2 separate regions of the Sus scrofa genome follow, and region 2 is linked to region 1. Evidence: chromatin contacts called from public HiChIP or PLAC-seq data. All regions are on one chromosome and are shown on one strand. Each heading gives the region's core, a stretch centred on a gene start, on an enhancer-like site or on the middle of the called end of the contact. The rest is flanking DNA. Distances are from core to core; before and after follow the strand shown. Region 1 overlaps ABCC4 (multidrug resistance-associated protein 4). Region 2 has its middle 65 kb from the start of ABCC4.

Region 1 (4,223 bases), core at 1,068-3,567:
TTTTAGGTTTAGTACAATAAATGAAAAAAGTTCTGTACACTGTTTTTCTCCCCCGCCTCCAATCCAGCAGGGCCAGGCAGCAGGGCAGTAATGTGGGAAGGGGTGCAGATAATATCCATCTCTGATGAACCAGAAGTGACCCCTTAGTAACTGCCCCACAGAAATTAAGATCTATTAAAAAAGCAACAAAAGGAATGGAATTTATACTCAGAACTGAGCTGCTGTCTGTGGAAGCACCTTGGCCATTCTAATTGCCAAGTCTTTTTTTTTTTTTTTTTTTTTTTTTTTTGCTTTTTAGGACCACAGGTGGCATATGGAAGTTCCCAGGCTAGAGGTCCAATTGGAGCTGCAGCTGCCAGTGTACACCACAGCCACAGCAATGCAGGATCCGAATTCTAATGTTGGCAATTCAACATCTGCCGGAATTCTCAGCGAAAGCGGTGTCACAGCAGAGCAGCGTGACCAGCACGGCCCAAGTCAACTTCTGGGAGCGTCCCTTTCTCCCCTTAATGGCACCAGTGCTTGGTCTTGGACTCTAGCCTGCAAAGCTGTGAGAGAATAACTTTCTGTTGTCTCCCTCACCCTGTCTTTGTCACTTTGTTGTGGTAGCCTGAGCACATGGAACACCCCACGTGCCCCATGGACTTCTTGGTCAGAGTCAATGCCACTGGTCATTGATCAGAGCCGCTTTGTATTGTGGTAGTTCATCCCGTTGGACTGGACGGAGCAAGGATTCCTCACGGCCTTACCCTCTACTCTGTCTGCTCAACATAGACCTGCCCCCACATATTTTTTCAGTTGAATTCAGGTGTGGTCCCCCAAACTCTTCATACACAGAGCCAATCTTCATAAACCCTGCAGGGTGCTCTGCCTGGAAGGAGAGCGCATTCCGCCCCGGCCAGGCGGGCCAGGGCCAGGCATTTAATGTTCTAGAATTTTTTGCTCTAGAAATTAGATTACTCATTGATGCTGTTAGTTCCCCAGACATGGGAATGTCTTTAGCTTGAGACCGGCCAGTGTAAGCACCATGGTTCTGTGAGGCTATGAGGTAACTCAGACTCCTCCCCTGAACTTTTCCACTACATGCAAATTCACCAAGTTATTTTGCTTTTGGGAAAACCCCATGCAAGTCCTTAGTGTATCTGATATTAAGAGCTGAAAAAAAGAGATGGCTCTGTTTTGTCAGGCAAGCTCAAAATCCTCTTTTTTCTTTCCCCTTAGAATATGACATAGTCCTAGTTTTTCCTTAAATATTTTAAAGGGAACATTAGTCCCTAGGAGTAAGCCACATTAGGATCCCTCTCTCTCCACCTTCCCTCTCTTGGGTGGATTTTGGTCATCTCTGCTAGGAGCCGCTCAAAGTAAATCAAAGTCTTTTTTTTTTTGCTTTTTAGGGCCTCAGCGTGGCATATGGAAGTTCCCAGGCTAGGGATCCAATTGGAGCTGCAGCTGCCGGTTTACACCACAGCCACAGCAATGTAGGATCCGAGCCATGTCTGTGACCTACACCACAGCTCACAGCAATGCCGGATCCTTAACCCACTGAGCAAGGCCAGGGATTGAACCCACATCCTCATGGATGCTAGTTCGATTCGTTGCCACTGAGCCACCAAGGGAACTCCTAAATCGAAGTCTTATTAAAGGAAATCGCGCAGGGCTGCCTCACCACAGATCCTCGGGAGGGCTTCCTTTCCTGTAAGGGGGAGACGCATTTTCTAAGAAAGCCTGCCAGGAAGGACGAGGTGCAGCAGGAAGGAATCCCGCAGGGCAGCAGACACACCATCTCAGAGCAGGGAATTCGTCTCTGATTTCTGGGAACTGCCCTTTTTAGTGAGGGCAGAACCAAGTGAGTAAATAGCAGCTACTGCTCAACTTGGGTGTTGGCCTGTGGCAAGGGCGGGGGGTAGGTGGGGTGCGCCAGGGTCACGTTGGTTAGATTGAACTTGACCCGCAAACTGCAGATGAACCTGAGGCAGGCTTTGCCATTCTGACTTCCAGTCACCTCAGGCTAATTCTCCTAGAAAGTCTTAACTCTGAGAATCTGGCGACAGAGGAGCCCGGGCCATTTGAGGAGAACTAGCCCAGGGTCACAGACAGCCGGTCTGGTTCAAAGCCATGTGTGGTTTCCTCCCTTTCACGTGTTGAGCTTGAATTCCTGGCAAGAATTTCAAGGCAGGAAGGGGGGAGCCTGAGCAGGGCTGCGGCGCCCTGTGTGTGGAAGGACCCGCCGCGCCAAGCCTGGTGGAGGGTGTAGACCTCAGGGAGGCCGGCCTGGCCTCCAGGGTGGTGGTCACAGGGCAGGAAGTGGGCCGCGCCTCGGCCCCTGGGGCCCCGGGGAGCTTGGTCTGACGTCTCACTCCCCGCTTCCGGCCGCTTCTGTGCTCACTTCAGGCCCCTTTCTGGCTCCAGCTCCTGCCGTGCTCTGGGTTCTCTGGAACTCTCTCTGCTCCTCCTCCTCCCGCCTCAGAAGGTTGGCCCCATCTACTGGGTTCCACCAACATCTACATGCAGTGAGGTTTGGTGATCTTTGAAGACGCGGGTTGAGGATCAACAGGGGAAGGCCTTGCCCCTCCCCTGCCCCTTCCTCCTCCGCGCCCCTCCCTCTGCGGTAGGAGGCAGTGCCTCACCTCCTATGGACACAGCCACTCAGTTTTTCTTTTTCTTTCTTTTTTTTTTTTTTTTGTCTATCTTTGAGGCATGCTGAAGTTCCCCGCGCCAGGGTTCAAACCCAAGCCATAGCTGTAAGCTACAACCAGAGACACAGCCGTGACAACCCTGGATCCTTAACCCACTGAGCCACAAGAGAGTTCCCAGCACAGCCACTCTGACCACTCCAGGACCTGCTGAGACTTTCAGGAATATTTTTATACATTATGCAGATTCCTATGTTACCAAATAACATTTGTAAAAGTTTGGCCAAGTGTAGCCTCTTTCTTTGCCCCCAGCTAAGGAAACGGGAGGTGCACAGAGGTAAAAACATCTCTGGGCCCAAAGCAGTACAATGTAGTAAGTGGGGGGGGATGGTGCTGTCTGAGCTTCAGAGGTTGAGGGTTGAATGTGGCGGAGGTCCTTGGAAGGCAGGGGAGGGAGAGTTACATTGAGTTTGAGGAGCTGGTGTGATCCAGGAACAGAACAGGTGGGGCTTCTATAAACTACATTGTTTCTTAGATTGTGCAGAAATTCTCTTTGATTCTTAAATCTCTTAAGAAGTGCACCTCCAAAGCATATTGCATGCCCTACAGGTGTGGGCTTCTTCCTAGACTTAGCAATCTGGTGTCAGTGTTCCCACCCAATCTTTATTTCTGAAGTGTCCCCTGGTTCCTGACAGATTTTTGACTTGATTGTAGAGAAAAGATTTTGTGTTCTTTGTAGCCAGGTCTTCTGACAGGCCATGATCCTATGCATTGCACTTGCATCTTTTATTTTGGAAGGAAATGACTTGGTGTAGCAGCCTTCCCACCCAGAGGGGGGAAAAACATACCTAGAGTTGATACAAAAACAGATTAATAGTAAAATTTTTGATCGCTTGAGGTCGTGGAGCTGCTTTCTCTCTTTTTTTTCTTTAATTTTCCTTTTCGGAGTTTCTTGTGGTACAGTGGGTTAAGGACCTGGCATTGTCCTTACAGGGGCTTGGGTTTCTGCCGTGGCGTGGGTTCGATCCCTGGCCTGAAATTTCCACAGGGGAGTTTAGATTTTCCTTTTCACCTGTACCAGAGGGCAACTTTTGGTTTGCTTAGGACAGTCCTGGTTTACACTCCTTATCATATTGTATTTATTAACCACACCCTGTTTTACTACTAAGAGTATCTTACGTTGGATGGTAAATAATATCACCGCTGTAATGGAGCTGAAGTTTGTATTCCATAAAATGTGCCCCTCCCCCATGCCGTGGAGTCTGGGCAGGAGCTTGGACAGGGTGATGGCTACACTTTGACCAAGCTGGCGAAAACTAGTGAAAATCTATTACTAACCCCACTTGAGCAGGTATCCTCCTAAGACAGCCCTTGACCTGTGGTTTGTGCATGACGTGATGGCTATGAAAGCTACAGGGAGAACGGGTCCTCCTTGAGGTGGCACCTGGCAGGCCCGGTGGGTGGCGTCTGGTTGGGTGGTCCTGCTGGGCTGTGGGAACTGGGGTAATGAAGACAGTCATGGGGAAGTCTCTTGTCATGGTCCAGTCCGGGGGAGTATAGGGGTCCCCTGAAGATGTGTGTGTCCAGCCA
Region 2 (4,223 bases), core at 1,120-3,619, 80 kb before region 1:
AACGATTGTATTGTATGATATAGCACATTTTCTTTATCCATTCATCCCTCAATGGACCCTGGGGTTGCTTTCGTGTTTGGGCACTGTGAATAACGCTGCTGTGAACACGGGTGTACAAATATCTCTTGGAGTCCTGCTTTCAGTTCTTTGGGGCTTATACCTGGAAGTGGAATTGCTGGATCATAAGGTAATGCCGTGTTTGTTTAATTTCTGGAGGATATTGTTAGCTTCGTATTAAAGGATAACATACTATTAGAAAATGAGCATAAACGTGTAACCAGGACACAAGGAGCACCCCACAAGTTCCCCCACCATGACCCTCTGGTTTCTACACCACCAATCACCAGGCTCCCAGCTTTTAACAACACAGGTCAGCTTTGGTTTCAAAACTGTTTCAACGCTTTAAAATGAGGATTCAAATACAAACTTCTCAGGGTTGTCGAGATGATTCATTTATCCATTCAGCAGATATTTACAGAGTGGGAGTGCTTACTTTAGGTAGGTTGCTATGAACAAGAGAGAGAAAATCCCAACCCAGAGTGTAATTAACAAATGTGTGTGAAAAGCAAGCACAGCGCTTGGCACATACCTGATACCCAATAATTGCTCCGTGTTTGCACCCTCCTCTCCCAACCTACTGCCTATCCTGTAAGCAGCCTCTTCTCTACTTTCAAATGGGACCCCATCTGGCTAGTAGAGCAGAGATTCCACAGATCAGAGATTCCACTAGGGTCCAGTGAGCACAGAGCAATCCAGGCAACCCCTCCTCCGAAACATGTCTGAGCTTAGGGCAAGTGCGGTGACTTGGTCTCTCCGTCTTTCTATCTATGAGGAATGTTGTTTATCCCGTTACATATTCCCTTTATTCTACTTTATCTTTAGCCTGCCTGTCGGATGAGCAGAGGACTTATTAGCTACATTTAATATATCCTATTAGGGTTGCTTATACTTCATAAGCTACTTGCTTACCTACTATCTGTACTTAACTCTGAGTTTCATCTGTTCTGCCTGTTTTTCCTTTTCTCTTCCTTCCTTTCTTTCTTTTTTTAATGGCCACATCCACAGAATATGAAAATTCCCAGGGCCAGGAATCCTGGGGAAGCTGTGGTTTCAAACCCAAGCCTCCACAGCTATCCAAGTCACTGCAGTCAGATCTTATCCCACTGCGTCACAATTCAGTTCTAACTTTTTCTCGTCATCTAAGCCTAATTGACTGCTGCCAAAGAATACAGCAAAGCACATCATAGTACTTGAGAAGCAGGCTTTGTTCTCTATTCCCAGCATTCGTGGTCATGGAGCAGAGGTTTGGGGAAGACAAAGCACCTTCATATTGTCCTGAAATCAACCCAGGCAGGGAGATCAGTGGTAACCTCCCCAGAGGAGTCAGGGAAAAGCTATCAAACACACAAGTAAAGAGTAAGTGTGTAATGGGCTTTGAGAGTAATCTCTTATATTGGACAGTGAAGTGGAGAATATATATGGAAAGATCTGTTTTCACCATGCTATATATATCTGAAAATTGCTACTATCAGAGTATTTCATGCATGCTTGTACTTCTTCTTCTTACTTTTCTTTTTTCAGTTTTTTAAGGCCATACTTGCGGCATATGAAGTTCCCAGGCTAGGGATCTAATCAGAGCTACAGCTGCCGGCGGAATCCGAACCGGACCTACACCACAGCTGAGGACGAGGCCAGATCCTTAACCCAATGAGCGAGGCCAGGGATCGAACCTGTGTCCTCATGAATACCAGTCGGGGTTGTTACCACTGAGCCATGGTGGGAACTCCATGCATGCTTATACTTCTGTCTTTGAATCATGCAAAGAAAAGAGGCATCCGCACTACATTAATAGTAAAACACTCCAGCCCATTTTTGCTCCTGTGATCCTCCCCTTTTCCATTTCTGTTGGCATATATACTTCCTGTTCCTGCCATGAGTCAGTTAAAATGGGAACATGAATTTTCTTTGAGCATTATGATGTTATTCTGTTAAAGAAAAGAAAAAACTGCTAGAGCTGCAGTCACCCCAAATAAAGCACTGATGTTCCCCAAATACAGTAAATGTAGCACGGGTCCCTACAGTTGCATGGATTGGCCACGAGATGACGCCATGCACAAGTAAGACACAATGGCTACTGCCTCGCACAGGCTGCTTAGCGGCTTTGGGTCCCACGGAGGGGTGCTGACCCTGAGAAGAATGAGGAGCAGCAAGAAGTGAAGGCTGAGGACCTGAGAACGTGGGGGCGGTGCAAAGTAGAAGTAGGGAGTGTAGACCTTGGGATCAAATGGCTTGCTTCCCACCTTCCTAGCCCATGGCCTTGGGCACCTTCTATTTAGAGTCTCGCTGAGAACGTGAGAGGACCTGCTCAGGGTAGGTCACTCCGTGGGAAAGAAAAGGAACGATGCTGTCAGCACCAAGCACAGCACTCACTAAACACACAGCACTTATCGGAAGCTGGAACAGGGTAGAAATTCAAGACAGTGTTATGTTCATTAAGGGGAAAACAGTAACGAGGCTTTGATGCACAAAGAACTTTCATTTCAGCTATTGCTAATATTTCTCATTTTGCAGAAAGGGGAACAAAAGCCTCATCTATTCAGTGGATTTATCCACAGCTGGTACATAAAGCCCCTGAAAAGTATTGTCTGCCCTCTGTCCTCTCCATGTGTCAGCAATGTATCAGAGAAAGTATTGTGGAATGAGGTGCTTGTTCCTCCGGCACAGCCACAATTGTGAAGACTGGGTTTTGCTCCCATCTCCCAACCAACCAGCTACTGATCTTATTAAAAAGTATAAGGAACAGTTCGGGGGGCGGTGGTTTCAGGTTATGGATTTAATGATTTCTTTATTTTGAAGAAGAGGAAGGAAAAGAACTAAGAAATTTCATGAGTCATACGTGGCATGACTGATTTTTTACCCCTTTCTTTTCTTTCTATATGCGTGTAAAGGCAAAGACGCAATTGCCTTCACAGCATGGATTGTTAATAGATCCCTTTCCCATTTTAAAATTAATTTTTAAATACGTTAGTGCACCATTAACAATATATCAATTGAGCAAAAGACAGAGATTTCTAAGAAAAAAACTAATAACTGACATTCTGTTATTCATTTTGAACAAAAGCTGTGGTTTCAGAAAGATGTTTCATTTCTTCAAAAATAAAAAGGTAACCAAGGCTTATTTTTCAGGATGCTTATTTACTCAGTCATAAATTTCTGCAGCGCACACTAGAAGGCTTGACTTTCTGGTCTGTCTCTGGTAGAGGAAGTAGAAATGTGGTTTCAAATTACAGAAATTTACGAAGGAGGAAAAATAAATCTTCCTTCCCACACTTTGCCATGATCTCCAGGGGTGCTCTGGGTTTTATCCAAGACTCACCTGGAGGTCAGGGCACAGGTGGGTGTCAAGCCCTCTGTTCTCTCGTTTGCTCTGCAGCCTGGGGCCACCTGGAGCCAGGTTGCTATAAGCCCTGAGAATTAGGACACTCTTTGCTACCACAGCATACACCAGCTAAGGCTGACTGATACACCGGAATTCCAGCCTACTTTCCCCCTCCATGAAGGAGCCACTTGGGCGACTTTCCCAAGGCAATATTCTGCACCTTCTCTCTGGTATCAGGTCACTGGGGAAAGTCCAGAGCTACTTCCTTTGCTGCCAATTCAGGACACCCAGAATTCTCCCTCTTACAAAGCTGTTTCAGTGAAAACCACACCTTTAGTCACCAGCTGAGTCTGTGTCTTTGTGTGTCAGCCCACTCAAAATACGTTTGTTTGTTTTTCATTTTTGGCCACCCTGAGGCATAAAGAATTCCCCCTCCAGGGGTCAGATCCCAGGCTCAGTCATGACCGAAGCTGCAGCAACATCAAATCCTTAACACACTTGGGATTGCATCGCAGTGCTCCTGAGATGCTAATTCTGCTTCGCTCCAGCGGGAACTCCCTCAATTTTTTTATTTTTTATTTTTTATTTCTTATTTCTCTTTAGGGCCGCAGGTGCGGCATACATAAGTTCCCAAGCCAGGGGTGGAATCCGAGCTGCAGCTGCCAGTCTATACCACAGCCACAGCAATGCCAGATCCGAGCTGCATCGGTGACATATCGCAGCTCACAGCAATGGCAGGATCCTGAACCCACTGAGCAAGGCCAGGGATCAAACTGTGTTCTCATGAATACTGTCACATTCATTACTGCTGAGCCACAACGGGAATTCCAAAATATATTTTTAA

What was found. HiChIP or PLAC-seq counts read pairs in DNA pulled down with a chosen protein or histone mark.
Region 2: a contact with region 1 is called in an H3K27ac HiChIP or PLAC-seq map of alveolar macrophages. The contact joins two enhancer-like sites. A contact is called at or near these places in 2 of 5 promoter capture datasets (fetal liver and liver), 2 of 47 Hi-C or Micro-C datasets (epiblast stem cells and skeletal muscle) and 2 of 2 datasets of contacts at active chromatin or transcription factors (alveolar macrophages and skeletal muscle).

What each region holds. Positions count from the first base shown.
Region 1 is chr11:64,292,530-64,296,752 of Sscrofa11.1, reverse strand. All of the region lies in intron 1 of ABCC4 (multidrug resistance-associated protein 4), which reads left to right. Among named protein-coding and RNA genes, the nearest start is that of ABCC4, 15 kb to the left of the region's middle. Within about 2 kb of position 2,317, at least 40 of the 83 cell types and tissues checked have an H3K27ac peak or open chromatin away from gene starts, as enhancers often do. A contact at or near this core is called in alveolar macrophages, where this site is marked.
Region 2 is chr11:64,372,302-64,376,524 of Sscrofa11.1, reverse strand. No RefSeq gene overlaps it. Among named protein-coding and RNA genes, the nearest start is that of ABCC4, 65 kb to the right of the region's middle. Within about 2 kb of position 2,369, at least 12 of the 83 cell types and tissues checked have an H3K27ac peak or open chromatin away from gene starts, as enhancers often do. A contact at or near this core is called in alveolar macrophages, where this site is marked.